Regions from separate parts of the Sus scrofa genome. Here region 2 is linked to region 1. A link is a contact called in public Hi-C data. All regions are on one chromosome and are shown on one strand. The core of a region is the stretch at or near the end of the contact, and the rest is flanking DNA. Distances in the headings are between cores, read along the strand shown.

Evidence for each region. A called contact is a pair of places that touch in the nucleus more often than the background predicts.
Region 2: a Hi-C map of embryonic fibroblasts shows a contact between it and region 1, with 2.3 times the contacts expected there. The contact joins two enhancer-like sites. A contact is called at or near these places in 1 of 47 Hi-C or Micro-C datasets (embryonic fibroblasts) and 1 of 2 datasets of contacts at active chromatin or transcription factors (alveolar macrophages).

Annotation. Positions count from the first base shown.
Region 1 is chr8:29,136,888-29,143,802 of Sscrofa11.1, forward strand. It overlaps RELL1 (RELT-like protein 1), which reads right to left. Exons shown (of 7, transcript XM_013978589.2): 5 at 4,569-4,805; 6 at 32-170. Among named protein-coding and RNA genes, the nearest start is that of RELL1, 50 kb to the right of the region's middle. Within about 2 kb of position 2,659, at least 2 of the 83 cell types and tissues checked have an H3K27ac peak or open chromatin away from gene starts, as enhancers often do. A contact at or near this core is called in embryonic fibroblasts, where this site is marked.
Region 2 is chr8:29,427,705-29,435,259 of Sscrofa11.1, forward strand. The region is part of intron 2 of TBC1D1 (TBC1 domain family member 1); the gene reads left to right. Among named protein-coding and RNA genes, the nearest start is that of TBC1D1, 61 kb to the left of the region's middle. Within about 2 kb of position 2,882, at least 12 of the 83 cell types and tissues checked have an H3K27ac peak or open chromatin away from gene starts, as enhancers often do. A contact at or near this core is called in embryonic fibroblasts, where this site is marked.

The DNA.
Region 1 (6,915 bases), core at 1,409-3,908:
CACCACTGATGCTGCCACACGTCCTACTCACCTGCTCCTCTGGGCCACTCTGCTCCCTCTTCACAGGTGTGGCAGGCACCTCCCCGTTGACACTCTCGGTCCCACCGGTTGACATCAAACTTCTCCGCTCCTTCTGATTTGCCTTGTGTTCCACTTTCGTAACTCTAAACCTGATGTGGGGAAAGGGGAGATGTGATGGGTTTTCTTTTTCAGTGAACAAGAGTTATGGATGAACCCCGAATCACCCACCTGGAGGATCCCAAGCGAACTCAGCCAAAAGTCAGGACAGCAATGAAAATCACCATATTCACACACACACACAACATATAAAACAAGGAGCCAACAGGGATCTACTGTACAGTCCAGGGAACTATACTCAATATTTTGTAATAATCTATGAGGAAAAAAGAATCTGAAAAAAAAAATAGAGAGAGAGATATATGGATGTGTATAATTGAAACTGAAACTAACATGACTATACATCAAAAAAAATTTTTTAAGGGAGTTCCTGTTGTGGCGCAGCGGAAAGGAATCTGACTGGTATCCATGAGGATGAGGGTTCGATCCCTCGATGAGTGGGTCGGGGATCCTGTGTTGCCATGAGCTTTGGTGTAGGTCGCAATCCTGCGTTGCTGTGGCTGTGATGTAGGCCCACAGCTATAGGTCTGATTCAACCCCTAGCCTGGGAACTTCCATATGCCACAAGTGTGGCCCTAAAAAGCAAAAAGAAAACAAAAAACAAAAAAAACTTTTTTTTTTTTTTAAAGAAAGAAAATCACGGAGTTCCCGTCGTGGCGCAGTGGTTAATGAATCCAACTAGGAAGCATGAGGTTGCAGGTTCGATCCCTGGCCTTGCTCAGTGGGTTAAGGATCCGGCATTGCTGTGAGCTGTGGTGCCGGTCGTAGATGCAGCTCAGATCCCGCATTGCTGTGGCTGTGGTGTAGGCCGGTGGCTACAGCTCCAATTAGACCCCTAGCCTGGGAACCTCCATATGCTGCAGGAGCGGCCCTAGAAAAGGCAAAAAGACCAAAAAAAAAAAAAAAAAGAAGAAGAAAAAAATCACTATATTGAACAGGGGGAACATTCCCACGCAGCAGGAAGCCCTGTCCTCTGCCAAACCTCCAAGCTGATGTTCACTCCACACATCACAGACTTTGTTGCACAGTTTACAGAGCACGGGAAATTGCACTAAGAAACACGGGTACTCAAATATTAAACAGCTTCAGAGCTGTTCTAACAAGGACCTAGACCTTAACATCAGGAGTTCTAACCACAGAAAGCTGGATAAAAGCCCAACTAGTTTGCAAACCAGATGTTCAATGGAGAACTGCCTTCTTCCAATTTCACCCATCTCTACACACACACACACACACACACACATACACACACACACACACACACACACAGCCCCAGCCACACGTTTATCGGCATGAGTTAGTGGCAGCGTTTCTGTATCTGTTTGGGTTTCGTCTGTTATTTTTTATGCAAATTTGGGTCAATTTTCTATCTTTCTTTTGTTTTTTTAGGGCTGCGCCTACAGCATATGCAAGTTCCCAGTCTAGGGGTTGAATCGGAGCTGTAGCTGCTGGCCTACACCACAGCCATAGCAACGCCAGATACGAGCTGTGTCTGTGACCTACACCATAGCTCACAGCAATGTCCGGTCCTTAACCCACTGAGCGAGGCCAGGGATGGAACCTTCGTCCTCATGGATACTAGTCACGTTCATTACCATTGAGCCACAATGGGAACTTGTGGGTCAATTTCATTAAGGATTAAGGAAAAAGTTAAGGAATTGAAGGAAGAGATTTTCCTTATGAATTAAGAGAGAAAAACAGAGTTCCCGTCGTGGCTCAGTGGTAACGAACCCGACTAGGATACACGAGGATGTGGGTTCCATTCCTGGCCTCACTCAGTGGGTTAAGGATCCAGCATTGCCATGAGCTGTGGTGTAGGTCCCAGATGCGGCTCAGATCTGGTGTTGCTGTGGTTGTGGTGTAGGCTGGCAGCTGTAGCTCCAATTAAGCCCCTAGCCTGGGAACTTCCATATGCCACAGGTGCAGCCCTAAAAAACAAAATAAATAAATAAATAAGAATTAAGAGAGAAATTAAAGAAATTTACTCACTTGGACTGTTCTTCTAGGCATCACCATCAACTCTCTAACGTGTTTCATAATACTTTCTACTTCTAGCCTTCACTTCCCTTAAAACCATCTAAAATACATTCTCCTGCTTTGTCCAAAATGAGATCACCCACCAGAAGGAGGGAGTGAGAGGAAAAATGGGGGAAAGTTGTCACCACAAATCTATTTGGAAGAGCGCTGAGTCCCTTTAAGTAGCCCATGCTGACAAGCAGCCTGTAATCATTCAACATTCGCAGAATTTATCAACCTCCAAGACACAGAGTTGGACTGGGGGCATTTAAGAAAGCGTGTTGAATCCACATTGAAAATTTCCGCAGATTTTTTTTTTAAAGCAAACAAAATATACTTTGTCCAAGCGAGTTAACAGGTTCTCATTTCACTCCATATTCATAAGTTCGCGTGACTCCACTCTTGAATAAACAGTGTGGTCATGAGTTGTACTGTTTTGCTGTAAGGGGTAAAGAGCCCTGTAGTCTTCTCCTAGCTGCTTGTGCAACACATGATGAAACTCAACGGAATTCAAACAGTAAGAATAATAATAATGATGGCAGCCAACACTTCTTGAATGCATAATAAGCGCCCCAAAAGGGTCTAAAATCTTTATGTGAGTCACCTGCTTTAGTCTTCACAGCAACCAGATGAATACTGCTGTCCTCTCCATTTTATACAAGGGGAAATGGGCAGAGAGAAGGAACAATTTGTAAGGAGTGGTGCCAGGACGCAAATGAGGGAGATTCAACAAGTCCCGGCTCTTCTTCCCAGAGTTTGTCAATAGAGAAGGAAGGATCATGTAGGCAATGCTGTCGACTTTTGCTCAGGGCTTCCCCGTCTGGCTCTAGCACACATGCTCTTGACCATGACTCTCTACTGCCTTTCCACGTGCATTAGCCTTGCAGTTTCTGCAGGAGGCTCAGCATCTAGCAAAAAGGCTCTACATATCATCAAATTCATTCACCACTTGAACCGCAAGATCTCCACATCACAGTGGGTTATAAGTAAAGGGAACTCGAGGACGGGGAAACAGACACAGGAGGCAAACTAAAAGAAAGCAGGGCCAGGAATCCACGTGGATCTTACGGCAGAGGCTGGAGGGCAGTGGACCCACTCCATCGCTTCCTTTCTTCCTGGCACATGGCTGGGTGACATTTCCCACCTCCCCGGCCATAGGTGTGGACGAGTGATTGACTTCCAGGCAGAGGAATGTGAGCAAGAATGAAATGTGCCACTGCAGGCCCATCTCATTAAAAATCTCCTGTGAACAGTCCTCTGAACTGCTGGCCAACCTGGCAGAGCCACAAGGTGGAAAGGACCTGGGCCTCTGGATGACATCTCGAAGAGCCACCACCAATCTTTCAATTCCACAAGCAAAACAAACATCCGTAAATAGTTGAGATCTGGGCTTTATCTATTAGAGCAAGTGTGATGGTTAATTTCTTGTGTCAACGTGACTGGGCCAGGAGCTGCCCAGAGGGTTGGTAAAACATTATTTCTAGGTTTGTCAGTGAGGGTGTCTGCAGGAGATTATCATCTGTATCGGTAAATTGAGTAGAGAAGATCCCTCTCACCAAGGGGAATGGGCAGATCCAGTCGCTGGAGGGCCTGAAGAGAACAAAAAGGCAGGGAAGACCGAAGCTGCTCTTTCGGCTCAAGCTGACACATCCCTCTTCTTTGCCATTGGACATGAGCATCCTTCTTCTAGGGCCTTCAGACTGGGACTCTGGCTCACACCATCGGCTCCCCTGGTTCTCAGGCCTTTGGACTTGGACTGAATTACAGCACCAGCTTGTCTGATACTCCAGCCTGCAGACAGATCATGGGCTTCTTGGCCTCTATCATCATGTGAATCAATTCTCATAACAAATCTCCTCTTATATTTGTGTGTGCATGTACATACATACATGTGATTCTGCCTCTCTGGTGAACCCTAACACAGCAAGTAATTAATACACCGAACATCTGATCTTTTTTTTTAAATTTTTTTTGTCTTTTTAGGGCCACACCCTTGGCATATGGAGGTTCCCAGGCTAGGGGTTGAATGGGAGCTATAGTCACCGGCCTACACCACAGCCACAGCAATGCAGATCTGAGCCTTGTCTGCAACCTGCACCACAGCTCATGGCAACACTGGATCCTTAACCCACTTAGCAAGGCCAGAGATCGAACCCACATCCTCATGGATACTAGTCAGGTTCATTAACCCCTGGCTGAGCCATGACAGGAACTTCGTCACATCTGATCTTGCAATAACTGCCTCTTAGAATTCTTCTGCTGTTGGAAAAATGCCAGACTCAGACCAGAAAATACAGAGGACGCTCAGAGACAGGACCTGAGCCAGGCTCAGGAGAACCCACGCTACACAATGGGTGAGAAATCCACACAGCACGGCAACTAGATCACAGAACCCAAAGCGCCCCGGGCCTCACCTGCCCACAGAGAGGACGGTGACCTCCCCTTGGCGCCTCGGGCGGCCCTCTTTGGACTTGTTGGCAGGTCTGATGAAGTGCCACCGCTTATGCCTACATCGATGACACACGTCCCGCTCGACAGCACCGCCCACTGTGTGCAGATGGTGGCCGCAGATGTGCTTTCCTGGGGTGCCTCCCGGTGACAAGGGCCCGGGGCTCACGGGCGGGCTCCCAGGAGTGCTGGGGGTCACAGGGCTACAGGGGGAAGAAAAAGGAAAAGGTGGATCTGGTTACTTAAAAGAAATACCAGCGAAGGCAAATCTCTCCCACGGAATGTAAGAAGCAGGTTCAAAGCAAAAGGAAAAAATGTCTCTTCCAATTACACAAATGGGCGTTGTGAACTGATCTCAGACAGCAGGCATTCAGCTTTTACGACTGTACAATGACAGCTCGTTTTAAACAGTAATAATGTGATTTATCACTTCTAGGATGGAATTAAAGGGCCAGAAATAAACCCCTGCTTCTAATGATGGTGTACTGTTTGTCTTAAAGTATTAGGTTTCTTTCCAAATGGCCAACCTCCCTTCTCATCCAATCTAATTTCAGGCAAACTAATTTCTCACACATACCCAAGCGCCTGCCCAGATCTCTAAGCAAATAGACACCTTGGACATACATGCCTTGGAGGAGAGAAAAACTTAAATTCCAGTCAAATTATCGAGTGGCTTTTGATCCAATCTGACGATTGTATCAAAGGAAGAAAGCTTTTAGGTCAAAATACTCAAAAGAGAGATGTTCAAAAGAGGTTGATAATAGGAATAATAAAAATAGCTAACAGCACTCTAAGCATTTGATATATGTTAATTCGGTTCATTTTTACAAAACTTTCTGAGGTAGATATTATTAATTTCCTTATTTATTTATTTGTTTATATTTTTCTGTCTCTTTAGGGCTGTACCTGCAGCATGCAGAGGTTCCCAGGCTAGGGGTTGAATCGGAGCTGTAGCCACTGGCCTTCACAGCTACAGCAAGGTGGGATCTGAGCCATGTCTGCGACCTACACCACAGCTCATAGCAATGCCAGATCCTTTAACCCACTGAGCAAGGCCAGGGATTGAACCTGTATCCTCATGGATGCCACCAAGCCATGACAGGAACTCCAATTTCCTCTTTTTAAAAAAGAAGACACTGAGCCTCAGAGCAGTTAAGTAACTTGCCCAAGGTCACACAGCCAATAAGTCATGGTTGAGATCCAAATCTGGAAAGATGACATCTAGAAACCATGATCTTAATCATCACGCTGCAGTGCTTCAGAAACAGGGGAGACCCCTTTGATAACCTGGAAGAAACCCAGCCAGACCATCCAAAATGTAAAAAGCAGAAGTATATATAGGTCAGATGCTAACTGCTTTCATCAAGCTGTGTCAAGGCTCTGGTCTACCAGGAAAGGAGGAATCAAGACAGCACAGGGCTGGCCTGACCAGGAATCAGCCCTCTGACCATGGAGGAGCGGGTGGGTGGGGCAGCTGGTCACAGCACAGCCTGACTCTTGAGACTGGGCCAAAAGCCCCAAAGGCGCATGGAAGTCTCATGACAGCATAAACCAGCCTTTATACTGCTGATAACCGGCCACCTCAAAAGCAGCACGCCTTATGGAAACGATAGTCTCAAACATTACAGCCCAGAGTTTCCTGGTGTTCTTTAGGAATGCTCTTTAGATTGTTTAAAACGCAAAATTGCAGGGAGTTCCTGTTGTGGCTCAGCAGATTAAGAACCCAACATAGTGTCTAAAATGATGCAGGTTCAATCACTGGCTTCACTCAGTGGATTAAGGATCAGGTGTTGCTGCAAGCTGTGGTGTTGCGAATGTGGCTCGGATCTAGCGTTGCTGTGGCTGTGGCAGAGGCCAGCAGCTGCAGCTCCAATTAGACCCCTAGCCTGGGAACCTCCATAGGCTCAGGTTGGCCCTAAAAAGAAAAAAAGAAAGAAACCCCCCAAAAAACCCACAAAAAACAAACAAACAAAACACAGTTGCAGCTTTCTGGGGTAAAACAAGGTCCACACCACATATCAGGAGTCTAAATTTGAAAATTTAACAACATTCAGAGTTCCCTGGTGCCTCAGCAGGTTGAGGATATGGCATTGTCACCGCTGTGGCTAGGGTTTGATCCCTGGCCTGGGAACTTCCTTTTGCTGAGGGTGTAGCCAAAAAAGAAAAAAGTTTAACCACCTCCATTCAACGAACGTTTATCTGGGACCTGCTGTGCACAAAACCCAGTGGCAGGGACCACAGGATGCCCTAAGATGCCTGAGGCAAAGATACACCGAGGTGACACGGTCCTACCCCAAGGTGTCTATGGGCAGG
Region 2 (7,555 bases), core at 1,632-4,131, 290 kb after region 1:
CATTTGAAATCTTCAGATGTCTTTGCCCTGTATCTCCCTTCTGGGTCTTTCCCCCTTGGCCTCATATGGTGTGTTCAGGGGGTAAACTAATTTTAATGTTAATCTAGAGAAAAGGGGAGTACAGTAATGAATTCCCCCAGAGGTCATGCAATGCTGGCCACAGTGACACATGCAGGGTTATTGTTACCTGGTCCTTGGGGTTATCTGTACTGCTGGCTCCCATCCCTCGCCTGCAGGCACAAGCTGACCAAATGGACATTTTTTTTTTTTTTTTTTTTTTTTGTCTTTTGCCTTTTCTTGAACTGCTCCCGTGGCATATGGAGGTTCCCAGGTTTAGGGGTCTAATCGAAGCTCTAGCCACCGGCCTACACCAGAGCCACAGCAACGCGGGATCTGAGCCGAGTCTGCGATCTACACCACAGATCACGGCAACGCCGGATCATTAACGCACTGAGCAAGGCCAGGGATTGAATCCGCAACCTCATGGTTCCTAGTCAGATTTGTTAACCATTTCGCCACAATGGGAACTCCCCAAATGGACATTTTTAAAAAAACTCTTTGGCATGCGGAAGTTCTGGGACCAGGGACTGAACCCACACCACAGCAGCAACCTGAGCCACTGCAGTGATGATGCCGGGCACTTAACCCGCTGAGCCACCAGGGAACTCCCCAGGTGGACATTTAGACTCCCTTCGTGGGTTAGGAGAACTTAAGCAGCTGTTGAGTCTGTGTGATACTCACAGCCACAGCAGCACCATGCAGCAGCCACATCCCTTCCTTTCCAAAGGAAGGGAAGGGGTGAAAACATAGGACCCGCGATACTGTGTGACACTTTTATTCCTCACAACCATTGAAGGAATAAATAACGTCACCATTTTCGAGGAGGAAATTTCTCTCATCACAAGAATGTATAATAAAGGGAGAGAGTTGAGATTCCAATATAGCCTTTCAGGCGCCACGAACTGTGTTTTTTTGTTGTTGTTGTTTTTAAACCCTACACCCCTTTTTGGGAAAAGTTCAGAACAGATTGTTTGATAGTTTTTTCTTCGTCATTACTTTGAAAAGGTCACTTTGGCATTTGATTTACATTTGCTCACAAGCCCCAGATCATTTTCCTCCCCTCCTCCCTTCCTTTTTTGTTCCTTGACTTTGTAAGGCAACAGAGGATAGCTTTGCATGATGTACTGGAGATGCCTTCTTTTGTGGGAAATGCCAGGCAAATAAAAGTATATAAGTCGTCGCTGGTGGAAACCTACACTGGAAAATATGATTTCAGCCATAGTTCTGTGGTGTTTTTTTTTTTAAATGCTATTTTTGCTGATCTCTACTCAGAGCCACGGAAACAGATGGCCACATTGGCTGCGTTTGCTGCTAGCTTTTATGTCCCCTTTTCTCATATACGTTTATGGTGACTAAGTTTACTTTGAAAAACATATGCTAGGAAGGATGACATATTTTTCAGATTGAAGTTGTCTAGGAAAAAAAGCGTACTTGAGAAAGAATCTGTAAAATCAACAAAGCAGATTTACCTCCTAGAAAATCCATTCTCTGATGAGGCCATTTTATCGCCAGACCTTTCTGGCAAGAAATGCCCACTCCCCCACCCCCCACTCCAAGAAATGCCAAACTCCTCAGCTTGGCAGCCTGGGGTCTTGCACATCTGGTCTCAGATGATTTTTCAGACTTTTCCCTCTGATTCCAAGATTGTGTATGCTCTTCTCCAACAAAATAGGAGTGTGGATTTTTGGAGTCACCAAGTCTCTCTTTTTTTGCTCATTGCTCTTTCTTTTACCTGGAGAGTTTTTTTCTTCTTTTACTTAAGAAAAGCACTCATTCCATTTCTCCTAACTCCAATACCACCTCCTCCAGAAAGCTCTTAGGATTGGATTTGCTTTCACACCTCTAGACCTCACCAGTCTATCCTTTTTTTTTTTTTTGGCTTTTTAGGGCTGCACTTGTGGCATATGGAGGTTCCCAGGATAGGGTTCAAATCGGAGCTGCAGCTGCCGGCCTACACCACAGCCAGAGTCACACAGGATCTGAGCTGCGTCTGAGACCTACACCGCAGCTGATGGCAGTGCCAGATCCTTAACCCACTGAGCGAGACCAGGGATTGAACCCACAACCTCATGGTTCCTAGTCAGATTCGTTTCCACTGCGCCAAGGCGGGAACTCCATCTATCCCTTTTTTTAGGACACTTATACTAACTACATCTTTTACTTTATTTCTGCTCCAATTCAGAGAACAATTTCAAAGTTTTTCATTTTTTAAAAATGATGCGATTCCCATTGTAGCTCAGCAGTAGCAAACCCGGGACTAGTATCCATGAGGACCTGGGTTCGATCCCTGTCTTCGCTCAGTGGGTTAAGGATCCAGCATTGTGTTGAGGTGTGGTGTAGGTTACAAACGTGCTTCAGATCCTGCGTTGCTGTGGCTGTGGCGTAGGCCAGCAGCTACAGCTCCGATTCGACCCCTAGCATGGGAACCTCCATATGCTGCAGGTGCGACCCTAAAAATTAAAAATTAATTAATTAATCACTTAATACACCAGGCCCAGTTCATGGCTCTCACCTCCTAGCTAGCTGTCTCCTGTTACAAGTAAGAGTTCTATTAATATCTTTGAATGGCCTTTCATTTTTGAGATGGGTCTTATGCAAAGAAATAGGTGTATTTTTGCAAATGGACTCAAATGCAGACACACATGTGGCAATGAGTCAGAGATTCCTGGAATGCACTAGAGAACAAACATACTGAACTGAAAGAACTCCCTGCAACACTGCCCTCAACTTCTCTCCAGCCCTTAGAAACAGAAGTGACCCTTTGCTGCTGTGAATCAAGAGGCTGGAGGCGGGTTGGCAAATGGATGTGGTCATTACCACACTCCAGTATGTGGTACCCACAGCAGACCTCATCACCTGTGACGACACCGCCAAGCCCAGACAGGGCCTGTGACTCTGTCACCACTAAGTGCTAGATTTCTTCTCCCAACAGATCAGAGTTGGCAAGAGAGAGAAGTCAGGGTGAAAAATATTTGGCACCTTTCAGTTGGAAGAACATTGGGGTGGTACTTGAGTCAAAAATGGAAGACTCGGACTTACTGAAGGTTACTAAGAAGTGAAACTATGTATGCAAAAGTACATTATAAATTAGGAAATGCTAAAAATGCTGCTGGTTTTTTTTATTGGTTGCCCTCCACTTTACCGAAGTGCTTTTGAGCATTTCAAATGCCTGAAGGATGGGCGTTACCTCTATTTTATGATTGTGGAAATAGGGCTTGGATGTTAAATAAACTCGCCCAGGTCTCCAGGCTTGCAGTAAGCTATAGGCTGACACCCCACCCAGCTCTGTCTGACCTTGGCCCGCCCTCTTTGCACGAGGTCGTGTGGCTCCCAGATCATGCTCTGGGCACCTAAGTTAGCTACTACAACAACGATTTCTGCTATAATTAACATTCTACTTAAATATAAAGTGGATCAGGAGTTCCCGTCATGGCGCAGTGGTTAACGAATCCGACTAGGAACCATGAGGTTGCGGGTTCGATCCCTGACCTTGCTCAGTGGGTTACCGATCTGGCGTTGCCGTGAGCTGTGATGTAGGTTGCAGACTCGGCTCGGATCCCGAGTTGCTGTGGCTCTGGCGTAGGCCAGTGGCTACAGCTCCGATTAGACCCCTAGCCTGGGAACCTCCATATGCCACGGGAGCAGCCCAAGAAATAGCAAAAAGACAAAAATAAATAAATAAATAAAGTGGATCATATTCCTTCTAACTCTCCCCAAGCTGTGCCATTCCTACACTGCTTCCTTACTGAGCCTCCTGCTTTGAAGGATGTGTGCACAAGCTTGGCTCCAGCAGAGAAATCAGAAGACAGGAAATAGCAAAGGAGAAAGGAGAAAAGGCCAGGGTCAGGTCAAGAGCTTCCCACGACGTCTCTAGTCTCGCACGAACCAAATAGAAGCCTTGAGGAGGTCCTGGAAGCCAAAGGCGATAATCGAGAGAGATTGATGTGCTGAAGATTAGGAAACACATTTGCAGCTCGGACTGACATTGATTGGACTGACTGATTATCTTAGAATGTCTGCATGCTTAAATAATATTCATGAATTCTCATCTTGCTTCTAATGTCTTATAACTTAAAGCAGCTTTATGCCTACGCCCTGGATTCTGGTAGGTGTCTGATGTCAGTCTCGATCACCTGTGAGGCTTGAGGAGCTGCTCTGGGGTTGGTGAATTCCAGGGTTTAGTGAATTTTCTAGATCAGGGGAAAGCTTTTTTTTTTGGTCTTTTGTCTTTTGTCCTTTTTAGGGCCGTACCTGCGGCATATGGAGGTTCCCAGGCTAGAGGTCGAATCGGAGCTGTAGCTGCCGGCCTACTCCAGAGCCACAGCAACGCCAGATCCGAGCCACATCTGTGATCAACACCACAGCTCATGGCAATGCCGGATCCTTAACCCACTGAGCAAGGCCAGGGCTCAAACCTGCAACCTCATGGTTCCTAGTTGGATTCGTTCCCAATGCTCCACGATGGGAACTCTGGGAGAAAGAATTCTAATGAATTTCTACAAACCAACTTAAAAAAAAAAAAAAAAAAAAGCACAACCCAGTAGAAAAATAGCCTGAGAGGAGCTCCCATCGTGGCTCAGTGGTGAACCAATCTGACTGGCATCCAGGACGACGCAGGTTCGATCCCTGGCCTTGCTCAGTAGGTTGAGGATCTGGCGTTGCTGTGAGCTGTGGTGTAGGTCACAGATGTGGCTCGGATCCTGTGTGGCATAGACTGTGGCGTAGGCTGGCAGCTACAGCTCTGATTAGACCCCTAGCCTGGGAACCTCCGTATGCCCCGGGTTCGACCTTAAGAAGCAAATAGAAGGAAAAAAAAAAAAAAAGAAAAATGGCCTGACAATGTGAACAGGCAGTTTACGGAGGAGGAAACTGAATGGCCATTTGACATATGAAAAGCCGGACATCTCACTGGCAACCAGGGAAACGCAGATTAAAGTGAGAAAATAATAACATATCACACTCATCAGGTTGACAAAATTCAAGAGCTTGCTAACCTCAGGATTGGTGAGGATGTGAGGAAAGAAGAGCATAAGCGTGCAGGAGGAGTATAAATTGGCTCAGGGTTTCGGCAGCAGAATGTGGCCATATGTGGCACAGCTGCAGATATAAACACACCTATCCCAGCAATTCCCTTTCTAGGCATATGTTGTGGACATGTGCACAGGAGACAAATACAGGGGTGTTGCTGCTATGGTAAAAAGAAAAAAATTGGTAAAAATCTAACTATCCATCAAAAAGGAAAGAGATGATTAAATTGTGCGGTAATCTTAAGATAATTGAATACTATTCAGCAGTTAAAATATCACAGTGTTGAATATTAAAAAAAGCAACTTCTGAAAGAATATATACGCTATGATACCAAGTAGGAAAAAAAATGTTAAGCACAAAATCCTTCTTTATATTGTTTGCAGATTGACACTTATGGGGTTAATATATAAAACGGCCGGGGGGAGCAATACACCCAGTGCAGCTGGTGGTTATTCTTGTAACATTTTTCTTCTTAAAAAAATACACATAGGTATATCTGTGCAAAAAAAAAAAATTTTATGGGCACACCTGTGCGTAGGCAAGTTCCCAGGCCAGGGATTGAATCCAAGCTGCACCTGTGACCTATGCTGCAGCTGCTGCACCTCGGGAGCCTTTAGGCCACTGGGCCCCTGGGCCAAGCTGCTGCATTCAGATTCTTTTTTTTTTTTTGTCTTTTGCCTTTTTCTAGGGCCGGATCCTTAACCCGCTGAGCAAGGCCAGAGATCGAACCTGCAACCTCATGGTTTCTGGTCGGATTTGTTAACCACTGAGCCATGACAGGAACTCCTTTTTTTAAAAAAATATTTTATAATTCAAAAACACACCTTAGAAAATAAGGGTGTCGTTATGTAATAAAAGGTTCAGTATCAGATTCTACTCCTTTAGAGATTAGGGATAATCTTGCTTGTCATTTACTCTCCAGTGGCTAATTTCTACTTGGCCTTAGGTGTGTCTTTAAACCCTTCAGCCTTACTCGTTGCAGGCAGGCCCTCTTAGAGGGTTAAAGGCCTTTTCTGCACACTTTCTGAGCACCCTCTTTTTTCCTTCCAGCAGCACTTCTCACTTAGTCGTGCAGTTTCCTGTTTACTTGCTGTACGGGCCCCCTAGACCCCATGATGTTCCTCTGGGGGCAGGTGGCTTGTTTACTGTACCATCTCCAGGGACTGGTGTGCAGACATGCACAACAGATATTTATCAATGACTGCAGGAATGAATGGATACTTCAGTGGCTTCCATTGATAAGCACAAGAGTTGGGTACCTGAAATCACTGCTTGCTGGATTGAAACTGTAAAGCAGCATTTGTTGGCCCAGAAGAGCCCTGTGTCTTTTTCTTGGATTTGGCCTGCAGTGGCCCTTGGAGAGGAAGGACAAGGTGACATTTGTCACATAAAGAAACCTTGTCCTAGATCCACTGACACATCCAATCCAAGACTAGGTTCTCATTAACCTATGCAGGGCCCATACCCCACCCTGCTGAATTTCCTGGGCACTGGGAGATCAGGGGTCCCTGTCCATCAGCCAGGCCAACTTTTGACAGGGAGGACTACTGCACCTGCCTCCCCTGCCATCCATCAGCCCAGCCCCTGCTTTGTCCTGGGCTCTGGTTGGGTCTGGCTTGCCAGCCCCAGGTGGCCTCCCTGGGGAGCCTGCTCTCAGCCTCACTTCCTTCTTACTTGCCCCTGGCCCTGAGGTCCCCTTGAGAAGCGCCCTGCTGACTCCGACTCAGAGAACTGGCTTCCTTTCCTTCCTCCGTCTCTCATGCACTTGTTGATTCAATGCAATTTGCTGCCCTTTCAAGCTCACCTCCATCTAGTCTAGCTGGCATTGGCCCAGCCCCTGGCTCCACAAGAGAGGCAGAACTTCTGCCCTCCCAAAGCCTGCTGTTGGCTGCAATCTGCTGGTGTCTGTCTTAAGACCATCTCTTGGCCAGACCAGATCCCTGAAGTCTTAGCTCACGAAGCCCCATGGGGAGGGCACTTAGGACCTTGGTTTTCTTGACATTGCAGGGAGAGCCTCAGCTCTACCCAGGTAAGACTTTGGGTGAAATGACTGATTTTGCTTGCTCAACCTCTGCTTCTTTATTTGCAGAACAATACATAACAGCTTGCAGCAGAGTTTTGAGACAATAATTGGGATAGTAGAGTGGTCAGGTTGACATAGTGCTTGAGCCCGAAGCCTGGTTCTGTCCCTTCACTTCCCCCATCCGAAAGAGCATGATCCCAGTCCCGAGCTCATGCGTGGAAAACACTTAAAACAATGCCTGACCCAGTATGAGCACAATTCAAAGGTTTGCTGGTGTGAGCAGCACCCAGTAAACAGTAAGCACGCAACACACATTATATTCTGTTACTATTACTTGTACTCATCGGAGTCCGATTCAGGCTGCAGTACCCAAAATACCACAGACAGCATGGCTTATAAACAACAGAAATTTCTCTCTCACAGTCTGGAGGCTGGCAAGTCCCA